3 separate regions of the Zea mays genome follow, and regions 1 and 2 are each linked to region 3. A link is a contact called in public Hi-C data. All regions are on one chromosome and are shown on one strand. Each heading gives the region's core, a stretch centred on a gene start, on an enhancer-like site or on the middle of the called end of the contact. The rest is flanking DNA. Distances are from core to core; before and after follow the strand shown.

The links. A called contact is a pair of places that touch in the nucleus more often than the background predicts.
Region 1: a Hi-C map of leaf shows a contact between it and region 3, with 7 times the contacts expected there. The contact joins the promoter of LOC100284569 here to the enhancer-like site in region 3. A contact is called at or near these places in 5 of 25 Hi-C or Micro-C datasets (bundle sheath, ear, leaf and 1 more).
Region 2: a Hi-C map of ear shows a contact between it and region 3, with 7 times the contacts expected there. The contact joins the promoter of LOC100501905 here to the enhancer-like site in region 3. A contact is called at or near these places in 4 of 25 Hi-C or Micro-C datasets (ear, leaf and tassel) and 1 of 3 datasets of contacts at active chromatin or transcription factors (leaf).

Annotation. Positions count from the first base shown.
Region 1 is chr3:23,048,078-23,051,647 of Zm-B73-REFERENCE-NAM-5.0, reverse strand. It overlaps LOC100284569 (metal tolerance protein C3), which reads right to left and starts at 2,226. Exons shown (of 6, transcript NM_001157464.1): 1 at 1,966-2,226. The coding sequence starts at 2,104.
Region 2 is chr3:22,858,118-22,861,774 of Zm-B73-REFERENCE-NAM-5.0, reverse strand. It overlaps LOC100501905 (Alpha-xylosidase 1), which reads left to right and starts at 2,060. Exons shown (of 3, transcript NM_001323546.1): 1 at 2,060-2,572; 2 at 3,104-3,657. The coding sequence starts at 2,337.
Region 3 is chr3:22,960,754-22,963,941 of Zm-B73-REFERENCE-NAM-5.0, reverse strand. No RefSeq gene overlaps it. Among protein-coding and RNA genes, the nearest start is that of LOC100274910, 38 kb to the left of the region's middle. Within about 2 kb of position 1,796, at least 20 of the 20 cell types and tissues checked have an H3K27ac peak or open chromatin away from gene starts, as enhancers often do. A contact at or near this core is called in bundle sheath, ear, leaf and 1 more, where this site is marked.

The sequences.
Region 1 (3,570 bases), core at 977-3,476, 87 kb before region 3:
TTAGCGACGAGCAAATAGATAGAAGATTTCACGTATTCCAAGAAAATAAGTGTATTACGTGTAGGACCAAGTACTAGTGGTGAGTTAAATTACTATTTTTATTATTCTCCGAGCTCCACATCAGCTAGCTATTTGAGACAACCATTGCGGACGCCCTTATAAAGGTGTCCCCAATAGCTAGCTATTTCACTAGTTAGATCCACTCTCGCTCTACATCAGCTAGCTAGTTGAGATAGTCATTGCGGACGCCCTAATGTGAGGTTAGAGGGAATACGAGCGCGAGTAAAGTTTTTTTTTCTGAAGTCACATTAACTATACTTTGTTGCAAAGCAACGGGACGATAAGTACGTATCAGGACTTCGTGCACTCAGCAATACACGTTTCCATGGCTGAATAGTCCAGCTGCATGAAAGCTTTCAGTATTTTATACGGATCAGTCCTTGACTCCTAGCATCTTTTACCAGCACGAAACGTGAATCATCAGAGGGCGTGCTGTGTACTACGTACGTACGTGGATCATCACAGGCAGAGCAGGCCAAAAACTTTCTTCTTCTTCCTTCGTTTGAAACGAAGGCCAAAACAGTTGTTGTCGTTCGTTTGTATATATTTATTTATGCCAACAGAGTGGCAGTAGCGCGATTGGACTTGTCCAAGCGACGACGTCGCCTTGTGATTGTCGTCAAGCTCAAAAGGAACGTTCCCGCATAGATGCCCTCGACCGTGTCCACGACAAGACCGAGACTAGCTAGGCTTCAACCGAAACGCCTTCCAGTCTGGAACAACGAACGAACTAGGGTACGTAAGCACATGCAGTTACTGGACTGTTTTTTTTTAACTACGCTTCACTCTAAGTCTTACTCTACTCTGATTAAGACTACTTTCTCGAGACAGAATTCGTGCAAACATGCATGCATGGAGGTTGCTATCGAACTATTTTTTATTATTATTTTGCAACTACATTTCTATTTAATACTTACAATTTGCTGCGCCGCGCGCGATGTTGCAATGCATACGATATATAGTGTGAGTTGAAACTGTAGGGTTTTGCTTGCACTTAATACTGTAGCAGAACGATGTTTGTTGGGGTTATTTTTTATAGCTGATAGTCACGGATATGGTACAATCTGCAATTATTTCATTAGCATCAATGTTCTTTTGCTTTTGTCTGTTTGATAATTATGTTTTGATCTATACTACGTACTGCAATTCATGAGTTTCTGATCGAGTTCAATATGAAAGTATGATATGCACTTGTTTCGATCATTAATTATAGCACTGGTATTTCTTGATTTTTCTCTTTTTAGAAGCTATGTTTTGTTCTATACTTCAGTTCTGTATTTTCTAAGTTGTAATTACTGTATGATGTGCACTGTTACGCCATTCATTACAGCATCAAAGTTCTTCGTAATTCACGTGTTTTCTACCAAAACGCTAGCTAGTTTTTTTTTCACCAGAAAATGTGCTAGCTCGAGGAAACCAATACGGGCCATTGCCTTCGTGACAGCAATTTGAATACACTAGAAGTATGTAACTATCGCCACTTCGGTACTTTGCAATAAGTGTGTGCAAGCAGCATGCAGCAGCGCCATGCAGAGGACGAAAAAAAAAGATGATTAAAAGGTCCATACAATTATAGGGTCCACATGGGACTCCACTAAGCACCGCTTTTGTTTGTTGCTGTTATATCATCGTGGTTGGTTTGCCATGGCGATCTTTTTCGTTCGGGTGGTATTATCTTGGAGTTAACTATATAATCTAAGATCACTAAAAAGAGGCAAAAAAAAAATCGTGCCTAGTAGTACTCTTAGCAGTTTCCGCCGCCAATCAGGTCGTATCAGTTACCACAAAACCCGCAGCGGAGTTGCATGTGTATAGCAAATGGAAAGGAAAAAAAAACAAGAGACACGATTGATCTGCACTTCTGCAGGATCTCGGATCGAGTTGGACGGAGGTGCCCGTACGTACCGTGGCTGCGGAGGAAGACCCTGGCGACGAAGGGCGGCTCCTTGGGCCGCTCCGGCATGTGGAAGTCGCTGACGTTGAGCCGCCACGACGCCGTCGGCCCCGCCCTCAGCCCCTCATTGTGGTCGTCGTCGTCGCCCATGCCGCCGGCCAGAGGATCCGATCGAGGGTAGATTCGTCGGATGAAGGAATGGGGACTAGCGCGGCCAGAGAGTCGGCGCAACCACAGGATCGGACGGCGGCAGGACAGTGGGGGAGAACGGTGTGGTGGGGGTGTTTTATATATAGATGAGCAGTTATGGTGGTGGTCGTGGTGGTGGCGGCCACACTCCCGCACAGATCAGATGACTAGATCAGAGATTGAGAGCGCATGCACAACGGCAGGTGGCTGGGACGGCGAGGTGCGCGCCGGCCGCGCGCGCGTACGTCGCCTCGTCCGTTGTTGCTTTCCACACGACCCTTGTGTTGAACATATCTGGTATAAACCAACTCCTCCGTGCAATTATAAAACTTCTAATTTAGGTCACATGATATTAATCGCTACAGGGGCTTGATAATTTTACACGTAACTATCCACTGCTAATCACATTTTTTTAAATCTCCCCTCTCACACCCCCGCACGCCCCCTTATCAGAATCATGTGATTTAAATTAGAAGTTTGCACTATATATATTTACACGGAGGGGTTAGTTTGCACTATATAGATTCTCTTCTTTTATCCGAGAGATCGAGCGCGGATGTGAGAGGCTGGGCAGGGGGAAGTGGCGCGGTTGGGGGTCGTGACGGCTTGAAAGATTTGGTGCATGCATGCCTCGCTTTTAAAAACTTGTGCGTTAGCGCCCGTCGAGTCACCTTTGTTGCACAGTCTTTAAAATTTGTCGAGTCACGACAGGGCTTGGGTCAGGTCAGCTCACTCCTCCATCAGCCGGCGGCGCGCGGTCAGGTCGCAGACTCCGGCCTAGCAGTAGCAGGCCATGTCTGCATGCGGTGCGGGCACGGGGACACTGACAAGACGACACGGCGGTAGAGCGGTACACGTTGGAGTGGCCGACGCGGCACACCCGAAGTGGGAGCTGATGCGGAGAGATGGGACTGTTGAGAACTACGTCACCACGGATCACCAGATCCGCTCCCTTCCCTCCCGTCAGCAGTAGAGGCGTAAGAAGCTGTAGAGTACCCGTCTCCCTTCCCATAAGCACGACAGAGAGCACACAAGACACATGATGTAGGGTTGGGCCTCTGGCATCTTTCTATTCTATGTATTATGAGGGGTGTACATGTTCCTTATATAGAGATGTGAGACCCCTCAGGGGCAAAGCAGGTATTTGCCCACATAACCCTAACTAGGGTTACTTAACACTCCCCCTTGGGCGAATACCGCGACCAACACATGCCTCGTTAAAACTCCGAAAAACCCAGTGGGAAAAATATGGAGAAAGAGTGCATGGTGATACAAATTGCATTTGCATTTTGTTGCCTCGTTAAAAACCTCATGTGAGAAACTTCAAGAAAACTCACCAAGGGAAAAAAGAGTACAACAACTGTCATCGGGACAGATTTCGATCCTTTGGGATCTAGATTCTATCGAATCTTCTACAAGGGCTAACT
Region 2 (3,657 bases), core at 811-3,310, 100 kb after region 3:
AGCCTTACACTTCACGTGAGCTCCCACCTTTGGCGAGTTCATGCACATTATTCCCCACAACTTGTTGAGCGATGAACGTATGTGAGCTCACTCTTGCTGTCTCACACCCCCCCACAGGTCAAGAACAGGTACCACAGGATGAGGCGCGTGGAGGATGCTGCGATGAGTTCGTGAGAGAGATCTAGGCCGTCGTCTCCCAGTCAACTTTGGGTTGCTGGATCGTTTTCCTCATATGATGTAATTATTTAATTATTCTGTATAGAACTCCTGTTATATAGTAAAGATGTGACATTCGATCCTGTGCCACTATGCATCATATGTGTGAGACTTGGTCCCAGTACACATGGTGTTATGTTCGCGCCCGGGCTTTGGATCCCTAAAACCCGGGTGTGACATTCTTGGATCGCTTTCTTCTTCCTCATTCTTGTTCTTCAAGCACTTGTAATCAAAGCAAGAGACACCAATTGTGTGGTGGTCCTTGTAGGGTCTAAGTGACCCGTTTGATTAAGGAGAAAGCTCACTCGGTCTAGGTGACCGTTTGAGAGAGGGAAAGGGTTGAAAGAGACCCGGTCTTTGTGACCACCTCAACGGGGACTAGGTTCTCAAGAACCGAACCTCGGTAAAACAAATCACTGTGTCATCCACTTCATTTTCTCTTGATTTATTTTTCCCCTCTCTTTCGGACTCGGAATTATTTCTAACGCTAACCCCGGCTTGCAGTTGTGCTTTAAGTTTGTAAATTTCAGTTTCCGCCTATCCACCCCCCTCTAGGCGACTTTCAAGATCTCCCTCTCGAACTATAAAAGAGGGACGCCCGAACAAGCATGTAGAGGAGAGCTAAAAGCATTCCGCCAGAGTTCTCCACTCTCATTCTGACACTTGCACTCTTTGTAACAAGTTTTCCAGAGCAATACAATGATCAACAGTACACTGGACGTAGGGCGCGAGCCTGAACCAGTATAAGCCCTCTCGAGTCACTTGATTCACCATTCGGAGTGAGTCGACGCTAGCCTGCCCCACCAAACACAAATTCTACTGTGTCCCCAATTTCTGAAACCATGACAGTTGGCGCGCCAAGTACAAGTAAAATTTGATCAACTAAAAACAACCGATCAAGCTAGCCTACCATATAGCCAACCCACGTAAAACACTAAATGCGGGAACATCCCGGTAAAATTGGGATTTCAGAAAATATAGATAGAAAACTATTGAACCGTTTTTGTTCTCGTTCCCGCATTATACCATCCTGTCCCCCCTAATACATAACAATCCATTTCAAAACGGAATAGAATGTCGAATGAAACGGAATTTTCCCATCCGTTTTCATCGCTACCCCTAATGTTGTTTCTAGCAACGTACTCTATATTCATCATATATATCCATCTTTTTGTAGTGTCCTCTAAAATATTTTATTCTCTATACCTCCTTTATCTATAGCAAGGTCTTATATCCTCCTCTGTACATAAATATATTAGAGACATATTTCACTTTTAATTTTTGCACCTACGTATTGTCATACTCTAAAATATATTGTACAATTTTAGTTTTGTTAAATCCGTTGTTTAAATTATTATAATGGATCCTTGAGAGAAAAGAGAAACTCTATATATAGGGTGTTTGAATGCACTAGAACTAATAATTAGTGGCTAAAATTAGTTGGTACATCTAAATACTCTAGCTAATAGTTTAGCTATTATCTATTTTTTTAATTAGTTAATAGTTAGATAACTATTTGTTAGCTACTTAATTTCACAACCAATTTTTAGTCAACTAACTATTAGTTTAGTGTATTCAAACACTCCATAATATATCCAGTAGCGTTATTTATATTTAGAGTACCTTTAAATATTGATGTTGGGCATGACTTCGTCCTTAAATTTCAGGGTTTGGCCTTTTAATGGACCTTGTTGGTCGTTGGAGACTGGCTTGAGCAAAAGAAAAGCTGACATTCCATGCTCTGCAAACCAGCTGGGTCCACTTATCAGTGATTGATGTAAGGAGTGGGCAGGGAGCCTATAAAGGAGGAAAAGGTTCGGAGATCATCGCCTCATCGGTATCCCCTGGACATGCCACTCAATGCATTCAGAGGGCGTAGCTGCTCAGCTGCCACTGCTCACTCCCCGCCATTAATTCGTAGTATTCAATACCACAGCAGTACCTCTCTCTCTCTCTCTCTCACCTTCTATCTAGGCATCTCCTCGTGACCTCGTCACTGTCTTGCATTTCATATACAGTTCACAGTTCACGCTGCAGGGCAGTGGCCATAGAGTAGCTCGTGAGCGAGGGAGCAAAAACCAGTGAAGAAAAAGAAAAAAAAAACAACGGGGCAAAACGAAATGCTGTCTTTTTCTCGTTCGGCCATCCTCTCCTACCTACTGTGGTGTCTTCTATTTCTCACATTGGCAAGCAGCAATGGCGCGGTCGCCACAGCAAAGCCGAAGGCTGGGTGCGGGTACAAGCTGGTCTCCCTTGTTCAGCTGCCCAACGGGGGAGGCCTTGTGGGTTACCTGCAGGTGAAGCAGCGCACCTCCACTTATGGTCCTGACATCCCTCGCCTCAGGCTCTTTGTCAAGTAAGAACTCGCTTCTCCTCGCCAATCAGCAAATCAGTAGCGCTCCTGTTCTTCGTTTTTTTTCCCGCGGTTGTTCTATATTCATTGATGTCGTCTGAAGTGTTGAACTTGAACGCATCCCTGTAGTACTTTCGAGGAGAATGTTGGTTGCTGCAAGAATCGATTGTTTAAATTCTTCATGACAAACAAATCTAGATTTACGGCTAGTAGATGTAGAGCAAAAGGAATTATTCAGAACATTTTGGGATTGGACTGCAACCAATAGTGTTCTATTCTTCCCCCTAAGGTCATGTTTTAATGGTTGACAATTAGTTCATCTGCATGCGGTCCCAGGCATGAGAGCATGACCATGACCTCGATATTTTACTGCTTCTACACTGAATGTTCACCTGCATAGACCCCAAAGGCCCAAACCATGATTTCTCAAGTATTCTAAAGACTTCCAATCACGAGCTCAGAGTATGCCTGAACTTTGCGATGGCTTAAAAAAAATTATCCGAGGTCATCTTCTAATGGTGAGACGCTATGCAGGCACGAGACCAGGGAGAGGGTGCGCGTGCAGATTACAGATGCAGATAAGCAGAGGTGGGAGGTCCCCTACAACCTGCTCCCAAGGGAGCCAGCCCCACCCGTGACCGGCGGCAAGGTCACGGGCGCCCCCTTCACGGGCGCCGAGTACCCCGGCGAGGAGCTGGTGTTCACCTATGGGCGCGACCCGTTCTGGTTCGCGGTGCACCGCCGGTCCACTCGGCAGCCGCTGTTCAACACCAGCGCCGGCGCGCTGGTGTTCAAGGACCAGTACCTGGAGGTGTCCACGGCGCTGCCCAAGAACGCCGCCCTGTACGGGCTCGGCGAGAACACGCAGCCGGGGGGCATCCGGCTGCGGCCCAACGACCCCTACACCATCTACACCACGGACATTTCCGCCATCAACCTCAACACCGACCTCTACGGCTCGCACCCGGTGTACATGGACCTCCGCAGCCTGGGCGGCCGCGGCGTCGCGCACGCCGTGCTGCTGCTCAACAGCAATGGCATGGATGTGTTCTACAGGGGCACGTCGCTGACCTACAAGGTCATCGGAG
Region 3 (3,188 bases), core at 547-3,046:
CTCGACGCTCGTGGCGACGTCTCGTCCGCGACGCGACCGCGATTGAGGGCGGATAGACCGCACTCGTTCGTGTCGTACAAAGGGAATGGAATCCGGGAACAGCCAAAAGGTGTAGCTGCTCCTAACGTCGGAGCTACATAAGAGAGCTGCGTGCTAGGTTCGGCCGTGGCAACGGTAACCTCAGAGGAACTGCATTGTAATAGGAAACGGACTTTGTTTGTTTATTGACGTGTAGCTTATGAGATTGGATAGTGCTTTCGAGGAACGAATCCACCCAAACGGAGAGAGCATAGTGGTGCGAGCGGTTACGAGGGTCTAAAAACTGCGAACCAAACAGCATTCTATTTAACTAAGGCCATGTCTCAGTTGCCCCGTCGCTCCTTTACTACTATTCTTTCTTTTTTTTTTCTTTGAGGAAGTGACGTTTAATTAGGTGAATGAATGGCACTTTTATTCCAGCACCAGCAGCGTGACGGTGAAGCATACGACGTCAACATCCATCCACTCTCTTCGGTCATGACGCGGCCGCGTGAGGCTGCTACCTAGACACTTTTATTACGCAGAGCTGAACTCGGCCTAGCGTGCCCGCACGCATGAGTCCGGACAATACGAGCAGTCGCAATGTTCGCCTCCTTCCCCTCTTAGGGCATGTACAGTGATGTTTAATGTGGGGGCTCTTAAGGTGTTTTAGGGGGTTATTTGCAAAAAAATCTTAGAGCCGTCTCTCCGTGAAGAGACGCCTCTGGCTCGTAAACCAAGTAACAACAGACGCCTCACTTCCCACTGTACGAATTTGTCGTCTGTTCTATCGATCTGATGCTATACAAATACATTTAATTCTGTATTTATTAATAGACTACGTTTATAGACACTCCATTGTACAATAGAGTCTCTTAGTTGTCTCCTGTGCTTGGAGAACCCTTTTGGTGTCTCTCCACTGTACATGCCCTTACCCGACCGACCCAGTCCATCCGGCTTAATTACCGTTTACGAGGTGTTGACTATAGTTAATGAACCAATATGATACTTAGCGTGCGTTATGACCACTGGATGCAAATACCCCTGCTGCATGAGCAATTGTGCCACCGGTACAGGTGGGCGAATGCCATGCGCCCATGCCACGGCTCACCTGCTGTGATACTTGACTTGGCTGCCCGCTTCTCTTTTTTTTTTCAGGGTGCTGTAAGGGCATTTCCAAACAAGAGGCTGGGCAAGTTGCCTTCCGACGGCCCGCCGCGCATCCTACTACTACATAGTCCCCGGCTACCATGGGCCCGGCCGGCCCTCCCCTCAGTTGGGCTGTGACCTGGATGGCCTAGCCATTCAGCGCTATCGGCCTATTGGATGATGCTGGATCCAACATCTGAGCTAGTGGGCTAATAGGACAACTGCGCTATCGGCCTGCTTCCACTGCTACTGAGATTTCACTGGCACGGCCATGGGCAAATGGGGATTGGGGAATGGCACGCACGGAAGACAGCCACGCAGCACAGGCGTTCGTTTTCGTGCACCCAGCCACCCATGACCCATACAGGTGTTTCTTTAGTTATCCCATGGATCGATCGTATAGATAGATATATGCTTTTGCGAGCGAACGGAATCCGTTTTTGGCTCGTGCGTGGTACAGGCGAGCAACAGGTAGCGTGTAGTAAGCAGCACAGCACCACGCCCATGGGCCATGGGTCATGGCCACGACTCCGTCAGATTCTGCACCGTACAGGCGGCACTGCACTGCACGGCATCAACAGGTACTACAGGATAATGCCGGTCCTCGGCTCGCGCGTCCGGTCGCAGAGCAGCAGGGCGGTCCCGTCGCTCCGTCTGCATGCGCAGCCACGGCTATGGCGGATGGCCGCACGCGCTGTCAGTGAGTGGTCCCCCAATCCACCACAGCAAAAGATACGGGCGGGCCCTCCTCCTCCTTCAACAGGGGTTAACCTCTCGTCTCGCTCTCGCTCTCGCATCGCATGTGACGATGTGAAGAGGGGCGCCGTGGCCCGTGGGAAATAGACCAAACCCAGCCGGCCAAAGCCGCTCCCATGTCGCCCCGTGTCTACTAACGTGAAGGAGAGGGCCCATGCCGCGGTGACGCGCCTATACCAGTTTTACCACGTCCGCATGGATCTACGCGTTCGGTGTAGCCGTATATAGAATGACGATGACCCCGAAAGCGACCGCTCGTGCTATATATCTCATTTGCATACGCATCGTCTGTACTCTGTACCTGTACGTGTGCTATTATTTGCGAGCTCACCCCGCCACGTATAGCCGCCGATAAGATAAGATGCATCATCAAAAAAAAAAAGTCGGGGAGCGCACGCAGGAAACAGAAAACCGTCTATAATCACAGTGCCTGAATGAATCAAATGACAAATAAAGTAGTCAAAATGAGAGTAGGAATTCGTTAATTCTACTATCGATAGGCATTTGTGCATCACTACATGGAAACCGACGTCAAGGAGGTCAGCTCGGCTAACTCTAATGGGGCACCTCTAAATAGATACCGAAACTTAAAATAGATACTCACCGATCGCTGCCGATATTTACACCTCTCCAGCTAGAGTGACACAAATTAAAGGAGATACCCATTTGAGATGCAAGGGGAAGGAAACCTAAATATATATGGGTTTTCTCTCTCGGGGACCTATTACGTGTGGTTTGAGTAAAAGAAGAGAGAAAAAGCGGATCTAAGTTGGTAGGATGAGAAGAGGAAACAAAAAATATGATATGTTATCGATGTGAGTGTTGGGATGGGTAATAATGTTGCTGGAGATAATGACAGATAAATAGAAGAAGCATTGCGTTTTTTTGGTTGGGTAGGTAAATGGTGAAATGGGTCTCTATAAATAGATAATATTGTTGGAGTTACACTTAGCCAGGTAGGTGGATGAGGTCACCGAAACGTTTTGTAACACGCCTTGAATAGTTCTATATATACCTGTATCTGTAAGATCAATGCAGTAATTAATTACTAGAGCTAATATTTAGACTTAGGGGGTGCTTTAGCTTTGGTTACAGTAGTCAAGTTTGATTATTTTTTCCTTGATGTTGTTTGTATATTTGCTTTAAAATAGGACAATTAGGATTTATGGGCTAGGCTCAATTGAGAAATTCAAATAAATCCCAGAAAAATCTTAAAAGCCCATATAAGTGTATGGCTAGGGAATGGTGGAACCAATAGCACCATA